Linked DNA regions of Mus musculus: region 2 is linked to region 1. The links are chromatin contacts, called in public Micro-C maps. All regions are on one chromosome and are shown on one strand. The core of a region is the stretch at or near the end of the contact, and the rest is flanking DNA. Distances in the headings are between cores, read along the strand shown.

Region 1 (5,797 bases), core at 1,112-3,611:
GCTCCGAACTGCAAATTCTGACCCCGCCCACCCGCTGACCTTGGACGGCCGAGGCCCTGGCTTGGGGCATAGAGAGAACTCCCCTATTGTTCTCCGCAACCGGACCTAGTAGGCCAGGCTGCGATTTAGCCCTTAGGCGCTCAGCTCAGCGCCACACTTTTGGCAATTTCCGACGCCCACGTCTTTGCTTCCACTCGTTGGCTTCCTCCCTCCACCCCCGGAAAAAGAGACTCCAAATATATCCGGTGGTCTCGATGTGTAATCGCTCACTTAATGGCCTTTGCTAACCCACAGGACAGGGACCATTTCTATTTACACGTAGTCAGGCCTTCAGGGAGCCACGTGGGAACTGCAATTCACCACTTTCAAATCAGCAACTTCCTTCCCATCTAAATAACGAGAACTTGAAAAGGCGCCGGTCGGAGACCCTGATCTTTCCTTCTCGAACTGAAAACAAAAAGCCGGACTAGTGCTCAGAGATGCATTTGTTCCTACATTGACTGATTAACTTTTTTTTTTTTTTAATGAGGACTATTAAATCACTTCGAAGAACCCACATCTCAGCGACGGCGGTGGGGAGGGGTGTGGAAACCCTAGAAATCCTAACAGCTGCAATAAAGGAGAAGAAAGAAAAGTGTCCTCCGACTAAATGATTTCCCTCTCAACCGTTTTGTAGGAAATTGTCTTGGGCTAGACACATAGGGATGTCAAAAGAGTATAGCAAGAGCGCAGAGGTCCGGTGGCGGCCGCTCTGTCATCTTTGGTCACCGCTATGGCTAGGATGCACTTCAAATCCGAGGTGCACAACTCAAACCTACTTTTTTAGCTTGGCTCTACCGTCCGGAAGCCGGACCGTGGAGGAGCAGCAAGAGCTCTGGGCACTTGGGGACATTAATTCCGGGAGGGAGACAGTATGCACTCTGATTACCCCCACACTGTCTCAAATAGTTGAGTAAAGGGAGAAAGGATAAGATCGGTTCCGCTTCGCCCGCCGGTGCCCACCGGGAAGTGCAAGGCGCCTGTGGCCGCAGAGTGAGTCACCTCCTGCGTCCCCGCGGCCTGCACGGGGGTCGGAAGGAATGAAAATTCTGTCCCGGAACCGCACGCAGCCTGGCGTTGGAGGCCTTTCGGTCTTGCGGAAAATGGATTCCAGGCACCGAAAGGCTCTCAAGCCGCCACTTGGGTGAACGTCCCCATCCCGACTTTCCTAACTCCGATCGCCAGCGCAGAAATTTGGCCAGGCATCAGCGCCCGAGCTTCCCTCACCAGAGCTGACAGTTTCTGAGAAGACCCCTTTCCGGGCCGCCCCCCTGGACAAAGGTGCGAAACAAGGAAGCCTCGGAGTGGATTTTCACCATTAAATAAGTGCTAGTCACTACTCCTGAATTTACCCCATATCAACATTCGACTTAAAAAAAAGTTATTGGGGGAAAACGCCTAGGATTCAGTACAGAGTCATAGGTCAGAAACCCAACCAATCTTCTAAGCAGGGGCGGATGCCGGCTTAATTGTTTGTTCAAGAGAAAGAAGTTAGAACATCTATCAAATTAATGATGCCAAGGAACAGATACCCATATAAAACTCCGACATGTGACTTTAAGTTTCAACTAGTGTCTTTAAACTAAACAACCTTCCTTCTCTCTGTTCACCCCCCAGGCCTTTTCAGGAGAGTTTGGAAAGAGTGAGATAGTGTTTACGTCTGTCCCTATTAAGCGCCAGGCACAGGGAGACCATTCTGGACAATATTGAGAGAGCGGGAAAGTTAGTGACTTCCGCCGAGGTTTTCCCTACTTAAACTTCCTAAATCAGGGTCTGTTGGAGGCCCTTCCCTGAGCCCCGATTATGAAACTGGGTTTGCGGGTGGGGCTGGAAACACGTCTGGTCGGCTTTCCCTCTTCCATCCCTGTCTCTTTTCTGCAGCTTTTACACTCAGGAGCCGGATGGCGGGACCCTTGGATGAGGACTGGCATCTTTGTCACATAGGCAACTATAGCCAAGACTGGCCTCAGAAGCGAGTGTGGAAAAGCGCGCGTGTATAAGAGAGCGCCACTCAACCGGGTGGGACCTCTTTCAGCGTTGGGTCACTCCAGCATCCTCACCATCTGCTCCTGTCACCAGCCGATGGCCTCGCCTCCCTGAACCCGCCCCTTGAATTCTGAAGCCAATAGCAACCCCATACTGCTCTACCCCCCTTCGCGAACCCTTTCCACACCCCCACGTTCCGAGAGACGATTGGCTGTTTCGACTTGGGTGAAGCTCCGGCATTTGCATGCTGCTCGCGCCTCCTGGTAGGTAGCGCAGCCCGTCACTCGGAAGGCCGGGACCGCCCACTCCACCTCAGTGCTGGGCTCTCTTCCTGCGCAGTTCTCCGCCGCAGCCTCAGCGGGCAAGCGCCGGGGCTGCTCTCAATCTCCTGGCTGCGAGGAGGCAGCCCCGGCGAGCTGTCGTGCGCCCCGTCCAGAGTTACTGAGTGCGGGGCACAGCGTAACTGACAGCGCGTCTGCTCACAGTTCCCGTCGCCTGGACTTAGCTTTCCAACCCCGGCTTCTCGTGGGCATCATGTCAAGAGCCGTCGCCGCTGCAACCGCCGCCGCCACCCGGGGAAGAGCCGCAGCCTCGGCAGCCGCGCGCGCAGGAGGGCAATAAACCGAATCACTCCGGGCTCAAAGTGGCAGGGGACCGTCGCGGTGCTCTCTGTTCCGGCGGGACTCCTGCCATGTGCTGAGCCATGCCCCTGGCCGCGCCCGCGGGCCGCGTATGGGGCAGCGCCTGAGCGGCGGCCGGTCCTGTCTCGATGTCCCGGGCCGGTTCCTGCCGCAGCCGCCGCCGCCCCCGCCGCCGGTGAGGAGGAAGCTCGCGCTGCTCTTCGCCATGCTTTGCATCTGGCTGTACATGTTTTTGTACTCGTGCGCCGGCTCCTGTACCGCCGCTCCCGGCCTGCTGCTCCTGGGCTCGGGGTCCCGCGCTACTCACGCTCAGCCAGCCCTGGTCACAGCTCCGAATGAGACATCCCCTAAGATGCCCTTCCGGGCACCTCCGGCCAATTCGCTGGCTGCAGGCAAGGATAAGACAGTAGGCGCTGGGAGCCAGGAGGAGCAGAGTCCAGAGGCGCCGGACTCCCCCAGTCCCATCTCCAGCTTCTTCAGCGGCGCTGGGAGCAAGCAGCTGCCGCAGGCCATCATCATCGGGGTGAAGAAGGGCGGCACGCGGGCATTGCTGGAGTTCCTGCGCGTGCACCCCGACGTGCGCGCCGTGGGCGCCGAGCCCCACTTTTTCGACCGCAGCTACCACAAGGGTCTTGCCTGGTACCGGTGAGTTTCCTCTCCAGGGGCCGCTGCGCCGGCCGTGATCCCGACCGTGAGCCCCCACCGGCCGTTGCGCGTCAGGTGGGGAGGGAAGCAGGGGTACAACTTCCGTCAATTTAGGGCGGGCGGGGACCAAAGTGCGACCGCACATTGCTGGTGGACAGTTGGGGAGAAATCAGATGCTCCGGAGTAGGCTGAGACAGCCACCTACAGAAACTTTTAGCTTGGCACCGTTGGCTGGTATGCTGCGCCCTAGAACCATTTAGGTGATCTCTCCACAAAGACACCCACCCGGCAGCTACTGGGAAAGCGCCGGAGGAACCGGTTACCTTTTGGCTGTGGCCGCATCCCACGCGAATAACTCGGAGTGGTTAGGATTTTGTCTCTCTTGCAGCCAGGGACGCGGGGAGGAGTGTTGTGCGCCTCTGGGTCACAGCCTTTAACGAGCACCAACTGCTAGAGTCGCTTCTGCTGCCCAGATGGGGAGAGGGGCGCAGGCTAAGGCTCAGAGCCAAGGGTGTTTTGAGTCTAACTTTTTGTTACAATTCTTCTTGTTGCCGCAACCCGAAGGGGGTCTGACCCGCTCAGCTTGCGAGGCGCTTGTGCTAGGGAGGGTAACCGGGAGGCTGCGCGACTTTGCTGGCTGCGGCGCGCCGGGCGTGGAGCTGTGCTGGTCCCTGTCGGGCAAAGGCGCGCACTGCAGCGCGCAGCCTCTTTGAAGGCTTCTGGGCGCCCGAGGCGCTGCCGGCGCAGCCGCTTCGCCTTCCCGGTCTCGGTGCTGGGAGCGCCAAGACAAGGACGTGTATTTCTGCGGACCTGGTACATGTCCGACCTCAAAGAATATCCCTGGGCCATTGATTGAGAAATGAGGGTTGTTTCGGGGTCGTGGCTTCCGGCTGTGAGCCCAGTTCTAAAGGGACCGAGGCTCCCGGGTCACATTCACGACCTCTGCCCACTGCATCCCGGGCTGCTGGTTTGGTGTGAGTTGCTGGAGGGGTCACACCCCAGTTTCCGGAAACCCAGCCGGGTCCTCAGCGCTTTAGGTCATCACCCAGCATTAGCGTCTCCCTCGATTTTTTTCCCCCCAGACCCAATTACTTTCAAAGAGCATCAGGATTTCCGAAAACAAGGAGAAACACGAACCGAACCCGGCTCTCTGCCTCGACCATACTTTCTAGGACACGGATGGCGTGGCAAATAAAAGGGCCTGACCCTGAGGATTAAAGCAGCTTCCTTCCCAGCCTCTCTCGCCCCCTCCCCTTTGTTCTTTACTACTATTATTATTATTTTAAATTGGGAAGAGTTGCCCAAGTCTGGAGGTTTAAGCCAGCAGTGACGGTCTCCTTTCTCACAGTTCCCAGAACACTGCGGGCTAAGAATGGAGACTCCGGGTGCAACGCTCGGATTCTCGTCCGATGAGTCCTGGGTCTCATCCGGGCACTGGGAATAACTTGGATTCTGGCTGGGCCTGGAAGGGTGAATCCTTGGGTGCAGCCAGGAGCAGTTTACCACGGGGGCCTTCGCTATCTGTAGGCTGTTGCCATCGATGTGTTGTTGATGCCATTACCTCTTTGCCTCCACTCGTCCTGTACACAACGGGCTCCTGGGATAAGGTTCCGAGGACCTGGTGGCAGGCTAATCTTTAGAATCATTTCTGGCGGAGCCGAACCCGAGGCAGCCTGGGTCTTTTTTTTTTTTTTTTTTTTAACCAGACCCACTCGGGCTGGGTTGGTAGCAAGTGGCGGGCGAGTCGCTGAGCCCTTGAAGGTTTTAGAGGCACCTGGGGCAGGTGGTGGAAATCCCCACTGGAAGATTCACACAGAGGCGGCGGCAGAGGTGGCTGCCTCCACCTGCCACCGCCCTTGGGGCTCTGGAGGCCCTCGCTTCTCTTGGGCGGCGACGGAGAGCACAGCCGAAGAGCTTGGCGGGGACCGGCGACCCGAAACCGCGCCGCCAGCAGCCATGCGGGCCACCCGGGTTCCAACAGGCCGCGGGGGGCCGGGGTCCTTTTCCTTCGGAAGCCATAGGGAGGCACGGGCCTCGCGGCGGTGACCTGGTGATCTAGCTGCAGTAGCAGTAGCGCAAGTGTCCTGTCCGCGCGGCCTTCCCTGGCTGTCCCACCAGCGACCAGTGTGCCAGCAGAGTTACTGAATATTTTCTTAAAAGAAAAAAAAGTTAATGCTGTTTATTTAGAGCTTATAAATCATTTTAGACTGTTCGGAGTGCCTGGAGCAATGTAAGGACTTCACGATTTATTTGAAAGCAACCTTGAAAGTCTAAATCCAACAGGCTCAGGAGCCGCTGACCCAGAGGGCTGCAACTATCCCTTCCCGGCTGGAGTCCACCGGGCACTCAAGGCTGTGCTCCAAACCAGGCCTGTAGGGTCCCTCCTTCTCTGTCCCGAGATAGGCCACCCGCTGGAGAACAGCATAAATAATGATTAACTAGAATGTTGTTGCAAGGCACAATCTTGGTTAAAACAAGTCCTCAAA
Region 2 (5,797 bases), core at 2,228-4,727, 78 kb before region 1:
GTGTGTGTAGCACTGTGTTTGCTGATAAGAAAGGCTTGCATTCTTCCCTCCTTCTGCCCCTCCCCTTCCTCCTTCTGCCCCTCCTCTTCTGCTGCCTGGAATAATCTCTCACAGATGATTAGACAACAGGTGCCAGGAGAGCGAGGCATACTGGCTTTGTGCCACATGTGCACAGTGGAGATCCAGTGTCACCCCAGGTTTTGGTGTATCGCTGTGTCCTTTCACGGGAAGGGATAACCCAGTTGAAATACATACTGCAGCTCCTGAGGGATTAAGTGTTTCCTTTGCTTTATAGTACAGAATTTTACAGTGTCTTTGTTTGGGAGTTCTCAGATTGCTTAATGATTTCTCTAACCCCCACCCCCACCCACTGTGACCAGATGTGTATTACAGCAGCGTTCGACCCTGTGCAGGTTGGCGCATTTCATTGCACAGCTTGTGATATAGCTTTCCTTTATTTATCAATGACATTTAAATCTTTTGCATTTTAGAGAGCCAATTGAGAGTCAAGATGTTGTTCTGTTGTTTAATCTTCAATCTTGTATTCTTTAATATTGTTGCATTCCATAAGATGCCTCTATAGCGTTTCAGTTGTAGATAGAGAGCTCTACAAGGATTTTATTTATTAACCAGATTTATGTCTATAGTGAGCCACAACTGTAGTAGTACTAATTGGTCATTTTCCCAGTCTTTTAAAGTTGAGGGGTTTTGTTTGGTTTTGCAGGATCTGCTGATGCCAGTAACTTTGGGTGCATTTATTTACTTTTCAGAACAGCTTTTAGAACTCACTATTTTAAGAATAGATTCTGAGGGAATTCTAGCCTTTGGCAGCTGTTTGAATGAGATTCCTTAGAGCCTTCTTAGAGGTTTTAGAAGACTCCACTCACTCTGGACTCCACATTGAGGAAGCATGGACGTTGAAAACTCAACTCATCCTCTCACTCTCCAGTTCACCTTGTGTTGAAGTAGATAATGCTCTTGGAAGGGGTGTGGAGCTAAGAGGAAGGGTTGCCTGGGGAGCGCTGGGCTTGTTCAGATGTCCAGGAGAGGAATCCATCACTGAGAGATACAAGCTGAATCTGCTGAGAGGAGCACTGGAGCACTGAGTTTCCTGGAAGCTAGGAGACAGGAGTTCCAGCTCCTGCAGGACACCAGCCAAGCATTAGGGGAAGAGGCTACTCTTGGTGCCTGGTTGGGAGTAGGAAAAGGAGTTTGTGTCCTGTTAGAGGGAGCCGGTGCTCGGTAACAGAGTTAGTTACCAACATTGAAGGTGGAGGAAGGAGAAAAGCAACAGTTGCTTGAGAATGGCCTGAGGCTGGGGCACTGGAGCTGAATGGCGGGGTAGTGGGGTTGGTGGTGAGGAGTGGTGAGGACCTAGTGGGCCTTGGCAAGCATGTTCTGAGAACGGTGATACCTCACCCGGCAGCATTTACAGTACAGTGCTTCTGTACAGGCATGGCTCCAAACATGGACTCTAGAGGAGCCTAGTCAGCCCTGACGTGAGTTAGCAGGGCCCCACAGGGGCAGCATGACGTGTACACTGCTGAAAGCCTGCCTCCGAAGAACTGGCGCATTGCTTAGAAAGGGCCGTATAGAGAGGGGTAGACAGCAGAAGAGTCCAGGAGCATGGACGGCTAGGAGAGCTTTGCTCGCCAAGTTGGAATGTTCACGTCATTCCCTGGGTGCTGCTGCCCATGCTTTATTCTGGAAAAGAACATGGCCAGCTTAGCTCCTAGAAAGATCACTGACTGCTGTATACAAAGTGAAAGGAAGGAGGTCAGCAGGTCGAGGGAGATGGTAGAAAAGTAGCTAGTGACTAGGAGGGCTGAGCCCATGGAGTATTCTGGTTATGTGATAGTGACTGTGTGTGACCTATTTGAGATTAGCATTTTGTCTTCCGATGTGACTCTGTGGGAAGAACAGATTATGATTGGTTAGGGTTCCCTTAATACTGGTTTTGTTTGGATGAGTTTAGTAATTATTTTATTCAGTTAACTTAGAGAGTGGCTATCTAGGTGTTGTATCAGTTTGGTCATGCAGTCAGGGTAGGCTCTAACAGGCCATCTCCCTGATTTCTTCTTCAAGGCTGTAGTTAAAGGTGTGTACCAGAGACACACCTGGCTTGGCCTTACTTTTGGTTTTTCCCTAACTAGAAAATGCATGGTCTTTATAGACACTGAAAAATCGGGAAGATAAGAATAATAAATCACCCTCCCTCACTACTCAGAGCAGGTATTATAAATATTTCATTTTCCTTCCATCTTTTGTGAGAAAGCAGTGTTTACAAATTGAGATTCCCCTGGCAGGAACAGAAGGTCACTTTACGGTAGAGGCTCTGGGAGCTAGGCAGGGCTGGGGTTTCTTTTACTCTAGGATGCAGCACTTGACTTTAATAAGGACTAGGTTACTAATGTTTTGAGCCTTTTTTATTTTTTTCTTTTGAGGACAAAGCCTTCATGAGAGGTGGCCTGTGTGACCTCTTCAAAGAACATTGCCCAGTCTCCATATGCATGAAAACCACTTTTGATGGATGCCAGACTGCCTGCATTTGCTATTTCACATGCCTCATGGGGAAAAAAAAATCTCAATGAGAATGAGTCGTAGTTTGTTTATTGGAGGTAGACCAGTAGGACATGGGTAACAAGGGAAAAGTGACAGCTGCCTGGGCATCTTAACTGATTTGTAAGAAGAAATGATATGTGGGTCCTGCTAGAGCCCCTCTCTGAGCTTTTTATTTTTTTTAAATATCCCTTTTAATCTGGTTGGAGATTGATGGAGATACTATCGAGCTGTTAGGAGCTGTGAGCTGGACGGGAATGACAAACACACACTGACAGCTTTCCAGGGGATGGATGGAGCAACAAGCCCTGAACTGCAGGGTGTGTCTTTCTGCGGGGCCTTTGGAGGAATGTTGCTCTCACACTGTGGGGGAGGGGGGCGGGGGGGGGGCGGGGAGAAGGGGGTGGAGAAAGGATATATCTTGTTACCTAGTTGGATATTTTCCCTAACACAACTTATAGTCATTGTAAGTGGCATTGAGGTACCCATCTGCCTAGCACCTTCATAGTTTCTTCTGAGCGTGGACTTTTTCTTCAATGTATAGAAATTAGCACTTGCAGTTTGAGTTGGAGCAGTGTGTCACAATGTCCCCACCAGCACCTCCCTCCCTGTGCTTTCAGGACAGTCCCAGGGCCTGTTGATTCTGAACATTTCTCTCAAGACTAGCAGGGACTCAGCTTCCTGCATGAGATACTGGGTTAGGAGGCAGGGAACACTGGAGCCAACTGCCTGCTTCCTGGAGCGAGTGTATATGCAGGAATAGACAAAGCAGACCCAAGACCCAGAAGGAGCCAGAGCAGTGATGGCTGAGGTCATGTGAAGGTGACTCTGCAAGTGGTACAAGGTGTAAGAGCTCGCAAGGCCCTGTCCTCTGGGCTAGGCTGACTTTTGTTTCCAATGCTCCTCACTCTAGGAGTGTAAACACACAGCTGATCTTGGAGTTGCTGGAGGGCAGGGAGCCTGTAGCTGAGGGTGTGACAAGGCTGTGAGCCCGAGGAAGGAAGCAAAAGTTCAAAATGAAAAATGGCCAAACGATTGGTGGATTTTTACAAAAACAGACTGAGAGGAAAAGCTCTTTTGAAATTTTAACCTAGACAAAAAATATATTGTTTGCTGAGGGGGAAAATGAGGTATTCATTGCTCCAGTGTTTGGAAATTCTCCTTCCTTGTGCTCCCAGGACAGTGCAGTACCTGTGAAGCTTTCAACTGAACTGAAGAAGGAAAGGTGAAGGCCTTCCGGATCACTGCTCCCTAGCATTGGTCTCGCCTCCCTTTTTATTTCCTCTGCGTGTTATTCTGTGGCCATCGTCAGTAAAAGAAGCTGGTCACATTTCCCTGCTGCCTTGTACTGTCCCAGGGAAGGAGTCTCAGCTGGCCCAGTTTAGATGAGATAGGTTCTTAGGGGACCGTAGAAGTGAAGTGGGGTTACTGGTCCTGTGGCCACTCAAACCCTGAGCAGAACCTTCTGTTAGAAGAGCAGCTTAGGCCCAAGAGAGACCTGTGAGCTGTCCACCTCTCTCCAGCCTGTCGCTCTCAGTGTGCTCTGAACTCTCCTGGGTACAGTTAATTCATCCTCTTTGTTTTATTTTTTATTGCATGGCCCATAAATTTAATCCTCCAAGTCAGGAGTGTTTGGCTACAGGACGTGTCTGTGCTGAGTCAGCATGCTCTTCCTTGTACTCTGCTGCAGTTCAGCAGCCACTTCACAGCATTCACTTTGTCGTAGGTGAAGCAAGGAGCCTGGCGGTGACATACAGCGTGTGGAAGTGTGACAGTACTCTGCATGCCTTACTTCCCATTCCATTTATGGGACACAAATATCCGTAGCATCTTGAAACCAATCTTCCTTGAGTGTCAAGGAAACTGTACATTCTGAGGGTTCATATCATATTTGTCTTTTATATTCAACACATTGCAAGAATTCAAGTTGTGCTTCAGAAATAGTTAAAGCCATGAAAGCATAATATATATATATATATATATATATATATATATATATATATATATATATACACCACAGGGAAACATGAGTAGGCAACAAACGGCCGCTACATGTAAGGTCTGCAGTCTAACTGCTAACACGCATGAACTTTCTCTGAACATACTCTGCTCTGTGTTTTGGAAATGCGGTTTAAATATCTAAACCAGAGCAATGAGCTAACTGAAAGACACTCTATAAAATGCATGGGAAACAGAATCAAGCAGCAGGAACTCTGATCCCTTGGTGTGCGGAAGGGGTGCTGTACCGTCACTAAAATCAACCCACAAGCTTAGTTAGCATGGAATTTCTGCCCAGATGTTGCTTTTGAAAAATTGAGGCCCTCGTGGAGTCCAGCGCTGCCACCATTCTGTTGCTTTCTAGCCCTGGTCACTATTTTTTGGATGGCTAACCCCCCCCCCCCAGGAGTACAGAAACCATTTCATCATTCCTATCTGGATGAACTAATTCATGAAAATGCCTGCATAATGAGCAAGCACATGTGTGCACACCCATGACAGAGCTCAAGCCCTAAAAAGTATTTAGCACCAGTCTCTGTGCTGTATTAAGAGTGGTACCTGATAGATAGCAGCATAGCATAGCTTGTGACTGAAATCCTCATTAGTCCCATGGAGTGAAAATGAAACACATATTTCAGGCCAGAAAGAAAAAGTCATTTCAAATGCCCAAAAAAAATGTATTTGAAAATTGGGATAAGGTGGTGATGTGAACATTTACAACAGACTCTTGTAACATGAGACTGCAGCTAATTCAGTACAGAATGTGGATTCTGATGGGCGGATGATTGATAATACTTACAGATTATACATCACTTTTTACTGATTATAGCAGTCCATGCCTATCTATAAGCATTGCTTGCACTGATGGCTCATGGAATGGTCAATGAAGACTCATCTGCATAGTATTATACTGTGTCTCTTTAATGATAAGAATTTTATATTCACAGCTCAAAAAGTCTGCCCCTTGGATTAATAGGTAATGAAAAGCCCTTTAAAACAAATTTTAATTAAATGTATGGCATTGTGAGCCACCTGATATTAGGTGCAGTGGAGGCAAGAGCAGTACATGCACTTAACTGCTAAATCACCTCTTCAGTTCCAAGTCAAGCACTTTCAGTGGTAGCCATGGTAAAAGTAAGTACAGAAACCCATGTCAGTGATAGCTTGGTCACAGTGTCAGACCCACAGTGAGAAACATAAGGGATCAGCTTTTCTGCAACCTAAGCCCTGAGCAGGTCAG

What was found. A called contact is a pair of places that touch in the nucleus more often than the background predicts.
Region 2: a Micro-C map of embryonic stem cells shows a contact between it and region 1, with 1.8 times the contacts expected there. The contact joins the enhancer-like site here to the promoter of Hs3st3b1 in region 1. A contact is called at or near these places in 8 of 39 promoter capture datasets (the 3T3-L1 cell line, the HPC-7 cell line, frontonasal cranial neural crest and 4 more), 12 of 484 Hi-C or Micro-C datasets (CD4 T cells, CD8 T cells, CD8 central memory T cells and 5 more), 2 of 115 datasets of contacts at active chromatin or transcription factors (CD4 single positive thymocytes and embryonic stem cells) and 1 of 9 other capture datasets (adipose tissue).

The regions. Positions count from the first base shown.
Region 1 is chr11:63,918,848-63,924,644 of GRCm38.p6, reverse strand. Hs3st3b1 (heparan sulfate (glucosamine) 3-O-sulfotransferase 3B1) reads left to right here and starts at 2,361. Exons shown (of 2, transcript NM_018805.2): 1 at 2,361-3,311. The coding sequence starts at 2,758.
Region 2 is chr11:63,998,026-64,003,822 of GRCm38.p6, reverse strand. The region is part of intron 4 of Cox10 (heme A:farnesyltransferase cytochrome c oxidase assembly factor 10); the gene reads left to right. Among named protein-coding and RNA genes, the nearest start is that of Gm51866, 32 kb to the left of the region's middle. Within about 2 kb of position 3,477, at least 27 of the 459 cell types and tissues checked have an H3K27ac peak or open chromatin away from gene starts, as enhancers often do. A contact at or near this core is called in adipose tissue, embryonic stem cells and stem cell-derived epiblast-like cells, where this site is marked.